Regions from separate parts of the Columba livia genome. Here region 2 is linked to region 1. A link is a contact called in public Hi-C data. All regions are on one chromosome and are shown on one strand. The core of a region is the stretch at or near the end of the contact, and the rest is flanking DNA. Distances in the headings are between cores, read along the strand shown. Region 1 overlaps SPTBN1 (spectrin beta, non-erythrocytic 1). Region 2 overlaps ACYP2 (acylphosphatase 2).

Region 1 (4,035 bases), core at 916-3,415:
ACGCTGGGACGGCCAGGGTGCACCACAGCTTCTTGCTTTATTTTAAATCAATACCCAAGTTCTCTGCCTTTATGATTTCTTTTGCAACATGGCCAGCAAATAGAATAACATTCAACAATTACCTACATATTCAGAAATCTGTGCACTTATGGATTTCTATTTTAGATAAACTAATTCACCTAATGCAATGACACAGAAGCAGAGAGAGAGATAAGTAACGAGGCAGATGAGGTTATTTCCACAGAAATACATTGTAAAGCAGCTGCCAGCACGTTCTCCCAGGCACGGAGGGGCCAGAGGCAGCACAGCTCCACGGCTCCGGTTCCTACACCCGTTCCCAGCGCCGTTCGCCTGCTACACACCTGCGTGCCGAGCGCCTGGATATCGTGCTCAAACGTTGTGTGCATTCTCTGCAGTGTTTCCACTGTGTTTTGGTCTCTACCGAGCTCTTCAGGCAGCTTCTTATGTTTGTCTTGAATACGTCCTAAGATCTCCTTGGCATCATGGTAAAATTTGTGCAGTTCATAAGAGGCTGCTAGAATTTGTGTTCTCGTGTCAATGAGCTCCAGGAGATCAGCCCAGGCCTCGTTGAGTCCGTCCTTCCACTCTGCGATTGTCGCAGCGTCCGAGTGTCCGGAGTTGATGAGTTCGTCTGCCATGTGGTTAACGGTGTCAACCCGCTCCTGTCCAATGTTTCCAGTGTCTCGCGCGAATTCTCGGAATCGCTCCTGTAGCATCTGAAATGCAGAGAAAACAGAGTCGTGCAGTGATGTGATTACAAACTGACCTGGGCAAACCAAGCAAGACAGCCGCCCCTTTATATTAAGCATCGGCTGTGTGCAGCATCCAGAAAAGGAAGGTCAAGCAGCATCCAGGCCCAAAGAACTTACTGTTACATGTTCGTAATCCTGTCCCAGCTCGTGGGATCCGGCCACCACCTCCCTCTCAGCGATCCACTGCTCCAGGTCGTCCACCTCGCGGTTCAGCTGGAACAGCCTGTGCCTCTCGTCCAGCTTGCCCCGGCGCTCTTCGGCCAGGTCCTTCAGGCCCGCATACAGCTTATCCACTTTGGACTGGCGCATGCTGATGCGCTCACTGGAAAACAACAGAGAGCATTGAGTCCTCCCCGCCTTTTACGAATAATAAAAGTAAATGGGAAAAAAAAACAAAACCAACAAACCTACAAGGAATAAAAATCACTCTTGGGGTATTTGATCCACAGAATGCACGTCTGCTGCATGCACGACTCGGACACGCTGCACCGAGCCTCCGCTGGCACAGCTGACTGCACCAGCTGCAAAACTCCTCTGCCCTGTACATACAACCCCCCGGCTTTGAAGATTGAAGCTGGGAACCCAGCTCTACATTTGTTTGACCACAGATCACATCGGGGTCTTCTCCCAAAATTACAGGCAGGATCTGAGCTGCTGAAGCAAGTAGGATTGGGTTTTCACTTCAATTCTGCTTTGAATTTCAGGAGTACTCATGGGTTTCTTACTCCCTAAAGCATTTCCAAAAGTGATTAATATTTCTACTTGTCATAACTTTTACCTATATTTTGCCTGAGCCATATAGCCCTGTCAAATGGCCTTCCCTCCAGTACTCAGCTCAGCCAGGAAATTATCACGACCACAAGAGAGTGCTTTTGAGCTAAATAACAATCTCCCACAAGCACCCACAGGCAGGAAGAGTCTTCCCTAAGTTAGTCCTATCTTCCTATCTGCAAAGGCAGAGCAGTTATCAAAATACATCAGCCTGACAGTCAAATCAACCTTGCAGTCCAAGCCAGTGGAGAATTCTGTTTGCTTAGCTGCAGCTCTTACAGCAACACAGTTCTTAAGGTTCCTGAATTCTCTCTCTCTCAGATAAATTTACCAAACCCAAGGCTTTGAAGTGCCCATGTTTAAAGCCTCAGATTTCAGTCTCTGATTCCACTAGAATCTCCAAGAGAGGAGGCAGATCTTGGTGAGCGCTGCCCTCAACCAGAAGGATCAATGACTGCGACCCTCTGGGCTGGACAAAAGCGTTGGCTGAAGGAGCATGTGGACTCTTGTCTCTCAGGACTGCTGGCAGGCTCAGCAGTGCAGGCAGATCTGACACCACCAGCCTGTATACGTGATACAACGGGTATATACTGAAGGTGTCCAGTACCATCCAGAAATCAGCAGCTGCACGTACTGGTCCTGGCCAGGACCCCGTCTCTGGCCAAATCAGGGTGGTCCAACAGGCATCCTGAATGGAGTGAGGGTGAACTGTAGTCTTTGTGTGTTAGAACAACTCAATGGAATGACCGAACTGCTAAAAGAACTCCTGATCTAATTAGACATGGCAGTTAATACCTTTCTGGGTGATTATCTGCCACCAAAGTTCTGCTGGTCTTTGACAGCTGGTGCACAGTCTCAGCATAGTCTTCTACAGCCTGTTCCAAAATCTGGTGTTTCTTCAGCATGGACACCGCACTCTGTTCATCCTGCAATGGCGACCAAAAATGCCAGTCAAGTCCCTGCTCCAGAGGAAGACACCACACAGCAAGCACAACTTGGCGTGCAAGCAAAAAGCGGTAGCCAAAAAGATTTATTAAGAACTGCTCCCAAGTACAACTGCAAGACAAGTTGTCCTGACAATGGTATATTAATAGCTGGGTTTACAGCAAATGGTACCAGCAGAAAGCAAAATAACAAGTGAAAGAGCGAATGCAACAGCCCCTCTGGGATGCAGAACAAAATTACATCAGCTGTGCACTGAGCATGATGAATTTCCTCTTCTATGAAGCTCTTTGTGTGTTTACACAACACTGGTGATTGTGCAGGGCTCAGAAAAATGGAACAGTTTTAGGCACATCTCTTGTCGGGCTTTTCAAGGACAGCCTGGGTCAAAGGAAAGCAATCCTGGGGAGCCCACGCCAAAGGATTCTCCAGCAAAGTGTGTGGACAAATTCTGATCCAAACTTGTTATGAGTTGTTGTGATTAAGAAAAACAACCCCCAGCTCTCAGCGTTAACTGGTGTTGTTGATAAGCAAAGGAAGGCACACAGTTGCCAGCCACAGTCTGAGGATGCTTAACTGGTTTGGTACAGTAAGGCCTATCCTCCACACCATCAGGTGTCACAACAGATAGAAGAGATGATCACTTGAAGTTTCACAAGGGAATTAGACTTGTTTGTGTTACTATCACATTAGTGACAGTTCCAATTATGTCACCTCTTCCCCTCTAGCTGAGCAATAAAATCCAAACTAGTGTCACTGTGGAGCTGCTCACCTTGGCTTTCTCTTCTGACATCATGTAGAGCTCCTGCTCGCTCATCCAGGCCTCCGCCTCGGCAGCATCAAAGTAATACTGCTGCGCTCTGTGAGACTCCTCCAGGCGCCTGTGGCGTTTCTCGGTCTCCTCGATGAGGAGGTTCCACAGCTGCTGCAAGTCCGCAAGCCTCTGCTGAATCGCTTCAGCATTAGGGCTACTCTCTGTGATGATGTTCTGACTCCTCTCAAAAATGTCATCGATACGAGGCTGATGTCCCTGAATTTCCTTCTGAAGGGTCTACATGGGGAGAAGCAGATTGATGAGACACTGTACTGAGAAAGGCACTTCTGAAGCACCACCATGTTACCCCAAGCCTTTCCTTCCTGCATTAGTCAGCACTACGGAGAAATGAAAGGTGTGGAGCTTGAACAGCACCTACTCACCTGATTTTTCTTTATTAGTAGCTGCACGGTCTGAAGGTTGTGTCCATGATCAGTAGATGTAGCTATAGGCATCCTCTCTCCGACCCACAGCTGGAAGTAAGAGGAGAAAAGCACGTTTGATTTCAAGATACAGCTGGGGCAGCAGAGAGGGGCTGGTGCACACCAGACGCAAAAAGCAGCATCACTCAAACATGTTACTGAGAGACATGATCAAGAGATTTCTTCTTGTGAGAGCGCTGCAATAGCTGTGACATTTTCCTGTTGTCTAGGGAGGAAGATTTCTTTTATACTCACGATTTCGTCTTCCACGTCCCGGTTGAACTGGTGGATCTCTTTGGAGGCCAGCAGGTTT
Region 2 (4,300 bases), core at 1,388-3,887, 160 kb after region 1:
AGTCAGTTCATCTCTGTGCTACAGGCTCCCACTCGTAAATTAATACTTTCTCATTCACTGGCTTTATTGCTTAATTCTATTATCTGTTCTTTGGTAGCAAGAATCTCCTATAACACGTTAATAAAGCAGAATGGGGTCCTGACTGACTACAGCCTACAATATTTTCTTTGTACTGTATACTATCAGGGGGATTTTGAAATTAGAAAGATATGATCTCTTCTGAACCTAGCAGAGGCTGACTGCTGCAGCTGGCCCAGAGGGTCCACATGCAGCTACTCAACGGAATTGTTTTCAGTTCTAACTCGTGGGTTCTAGAAATTTAAGGAGACAAGCATTTACCAAAGTTTGCCTGAGCACTCATTCCAGATACAGATGGTACCTTCACAGCTGTCAATTTCAGCACCATTACAATAGTAAAAATACAATTTTTTTTTTAAGTTACTCTATATCATTACTGATGCATTTATGACATAATTAACCACAATAAATAGCATTAAGCGTGCCCTAGGCTGAGTAAGAGTAGGTCCTGAGAGCTGAATTTCACACAAAGCGGTAGATGCGTTACAGGAACTGGACAATACAGAAATCCATCAGATCTTTATCTTTGAGGGATCCTGATAGATATCCTGACATCCCTGGCACACTTCGCATACAAAGCACTTCAATCTTCAAACCAAGCAGAGATGTATCTCATTTCACTCATGCTAATATTCAGCACTTTCTGCCCCTCATTAGGAGAACATAGCAGTTCAAAGAAAGCTGAAAACACAAACAGAGACAACAGTGCTGGCAGGGTTCAGCACCGGACAGGCAGCCCTTTCCCAGCAGGTCCCACAACCACATCGTGGGGATTCCTGCCGAGCAGTCCTGGGGCCAGTATGACATAATATAGCAATTCATGCTCTCACCAAAAAATCCAGCAAAACCAAACAAAACAGCCAAATGGAGAGCAGTCATTTTGCAGAGCATCACAGGAGCCCTGTTTGCCTGAGCTGTTATAAAGCTGATCGCATCCTACCTACGACTTTTTTTTAAACGTAAGCAGACATCACAAGTGATGTTTGTGACAAACAGCAGGGAACAGCAATGTGTCCTCCTGTTCCTGAAGGCAAGCAACACTGCTCAAACAGGTTCCCAGCCAAGCAGAACACAGCACAAGCAACAGCAGCACAAAAAAATTCTGCATATATACTGGCAACCACAGACAGGTTACGGGTGTGCTTCACTGGAAAACAGGCAGCTGCCCTAGGTGTTTGAACAGATTTATCTCCAAAAGGAACTGAATTTGCACCCCAACAAACTGGTTTTCATCCAAATATGCTGCCAGTTTGCCCATGAGGGCAGCCTGAGCTTTCAAAGTTCACAGCCCCAAGACAGTTGTGCTATGCAGACTTGGTCGAGACCAACCCTTCCAACACCCCTGGCTGTGCAGCAGCCTCTGCAGAGCTCCCGTCTTTCCTGCCCCAGCTAACAGGGAAGATCTCTGTTTCCAGGTCCCAGCTCTCAGATCCGCAGCCTGTGAAAGCAGGGCAGCCCAGGGAGATCTCAAACAGGCAGCAGCTGCTTTTCTCCAACCCTCCTAGAACACTGAGCCAAACCACCTCATTTTCCTAAACTCTTAAAAATCTCCTCTCCAAAACACTGCGCCATCTACATTTAAAGATTTTAAACCTATGCAGACTGACTGTGGGGTATAGCTGTGCTGTATGAAAAGTTTCCTAGTACTGACCTTGAAATTTGATTTCAAGGAGTGGCTTATATGATACAATGAGCAGGGGAAAAAGGCTCAGGATTGGCATTTGTACAGCATAACAGGATTTCAGGTGAGGTCCTATATGGCAGATCAAACCTGCTCAGATCCAAAAATACGATGACTGAAATCTCATTAAAAGATTGCTTGGAGATTTCTGAGCAGGAATAGATTAGGTTTGTAGCTCCAGATGGTTTGTTTTCTAGTAAATATTAAAATTGTAACCTCATCTAGGTGTTCCTGCTCCAGCAGGGGGATTGGACTAGATGATCTTTCGAGGTCCCTTCCAATCCCTAACATTCTGTGATTCTGTGTGGTGTAGAGTCAAAAAGGGGAAGGAAAACTATTTGTCCAGGACCCTCTTCCATCAGAATTGTCACTGGGAGTTCAAGGAATCCTTTTTCAAACCTAATATCAGCTGCCCATTTTAAACTCTGCTTTTCTTTCATTAAGTTCTGAACACTTTCCAGGCTCTTTCCAGACTTCCTTTGTTCCTTTAGCAGCGGGGAAACAAGCAGGAAGAGCCCACAGCATCACTGCATAGGAGCACAAGTCTGAACACCGCTGGAAAGTACTTAAAGTACACAGCAGAGTATTCATTATAGATTAAAACAGTCAGCTGTTTCACCCCAACTACAGAAAAAAACACCACAAAGAATAACCGCTCTGAAAAGAAAGCCTCTAATCCAGTAACACACAGTGAACGCAGTAAATCAACTCAAGAGCAAAAGGATGTGAGATCAAGCCCAGTGCCTCCTCCAAGTTTATATAAATTATTCTCTGTAAAGAGGCTTCAGGATCCCCTTCAGAGGGGCCACATAAAACAAAGGCGAAGATACAAGAAGTACTGTTAACTCTGCAGGATAGTTGGTAACATCCAGCACAGTTCAAGGGGAAGATCTCAGGGTACCACATTAACCAAATAAACGCTATTTCCCTGGAATGCAAGACGAGGGAGTGGAGGGAAGAGATGGGAAAAAAAACAAGGTAAAATTGAGTTATACATCAGTACGTCCAGCCTCTCTGAACTTTTCACTCAAGTGCCTCTGTGTCCTTTCCCATAGCAGCCTTCTGGGTATATCAGGGCTGGCTCAAATGCATCCAAAAACCCAAACCACTTCCTTGGCTGTACAAGTGTCCCCTGCAGGATCATTTCCACCATTAATCTAAGTTAATGTGCAAAGAAGTGTTACAGTTTCTTCTCCTAAATAAAACCTAGATTGAGCTGAGTTTTTTAAAAAATCCTTTTAAAATGGAGAAAAAACTCAACATGCAGACTAAAACCTGTTCACTTTATATCTCAACACAAATTGCATATTAACATCTAGAGTTCTGCTCAAGGAACCCAGTTAGTCTAAATATGGAGGGTTTTTTTACTAGCACTTAGTTCCATTTCATGCCATTATGGCTATTCTCCGCAAACAATTAAAAACTATATTGAGGAAAAACGTATTTATTCAATGCCAGTTGGTACAGACAGGAACCTTGGATACACCTGACTAATGGAACAGAGAGAATGGCAGTTGTGATATTAACTAATGCAGAGCTTCCTTCTCCCCTTTTACATTGTAAAAATCTACATTTTTTCTATGCAAATACACACTAAAGTAATTTTCAAGTCTCATGTCATTTATGTGTTTAATATTTCTTCTTCTTGCCCAACATCAATATTAAAAATTAAAACATTCAAATTAAATTAGGGCTAATTTACTAATTAAAAAACACCTCCAAGACAAGCAATCTATATTTCATAACATGTCTTTCTACAAAGACAGGAAGAATAATTTCTGTGCTCTTGGGTCTAAAAAACATCCTAAGATTTTACGTTTTGATGCGTTACCCTGGTTTGAAATCTTTGATTTTTGGAATAAATTCTGAACACTACAAGATTCTTATATTCCTTTAATAATGGATAACTAAGTAATTGGTCATCGTTTAAAGTTCCAAAAATTCTCCCAGGAAGGTGATTTCTAGCCCATCAATGCAAGTTGCTATGGCAACAACCACAACGACTACAAAGGCTCTAACCTTATTTGATGAATAAAATGGAAAAGAATATCACAAGATACTACGATGAAATACCCTGTGCTACAAGTCTTGCTGGAAAAAAAAAAAGACACAAAAGGACTACCTCCTCTACCCCATTTAACAATATCCAGGCTGGCAAAAACAACCTCAGCTTACCATAAAACCTTATTTCATTATGTTTTAGAAATGTTGCGACTCCGCTTTTCTTGGACTTCAGTATTCTTGGTCTTACAGACCAGTAAAAGACCAAAAATGAGCTTTTAGTATCCAAGGAGAAGGGGTGTTATCTATGCGGAGCAGTAGCAGCAAACAGACAGGGCTATAAAATACAGCAGGAAAAAGGTATTGAAGAAGATGGATTCTGCCATAAGTATCTAAAAATAGATTTGCTTCAAATGAAGTATTTATAGGTGAAAGTATCTACAGAACAAACAGCTCCATCTAGAGGTTACAGAGCAGGGCATATTAAAGCAAACTTACAGGGAAAAGATGCCTTCCAGCACTGCAACAAACATGCTGATC

Evidence for each region. A called contact is a pair of places that touch in the nucleus more often than the background predicts.
Region 2: a contact with region 1 is called in a Hi-C map of crop, with 4 times the contacts expected there. The contact joins two enhancer-like sites. A contact is called at or near these places in 2 of 2 Hi-C or Micro-C datasets (crop and liver).

What each region holds. Positions count from the first base shown.
Region 1 is chr3:120,566,431-120,570,465 of bColLiv1.pat.W.v2, forward strand. It overlaps SPTBN1 (spectrin beta, non-erythrocytic 1), which reads right to left. Exons shown (of 36, transcript XM_065059928.1): 21 at 3,978-4,035; 22 at 3,684-3,773; 23 at 3,259-3,537; 24 at 2,340-2,470; 25 at 891-1,095; 26 at 363-737. Among named protein-coding and RNA genes, the nearest start is that of EML6, 17 kb to the left of the region's middle. Within about 2 kb of position 2,166, at least 1 of the 3 cell types and tissues checked has an H3K27ac peak away from gene starts, as active enhancers do.
Region 2 is chr3:120,725,339-120,729,638 of bColLiv1.pat.W.v2, forward strand. The region is part of intron 3 of ACYP2 (acylphosphatase 2); the gene reads right to left. Among named protein-coding and RNA genes, the nearest start is that of ACYP2, 11 kb to the right of the region's middle. Within about 2 kb of position 2,638, at least 1 of the 3 cell types and tissues checked has an H3K27ac peak away from gene starts, as active enhancers do.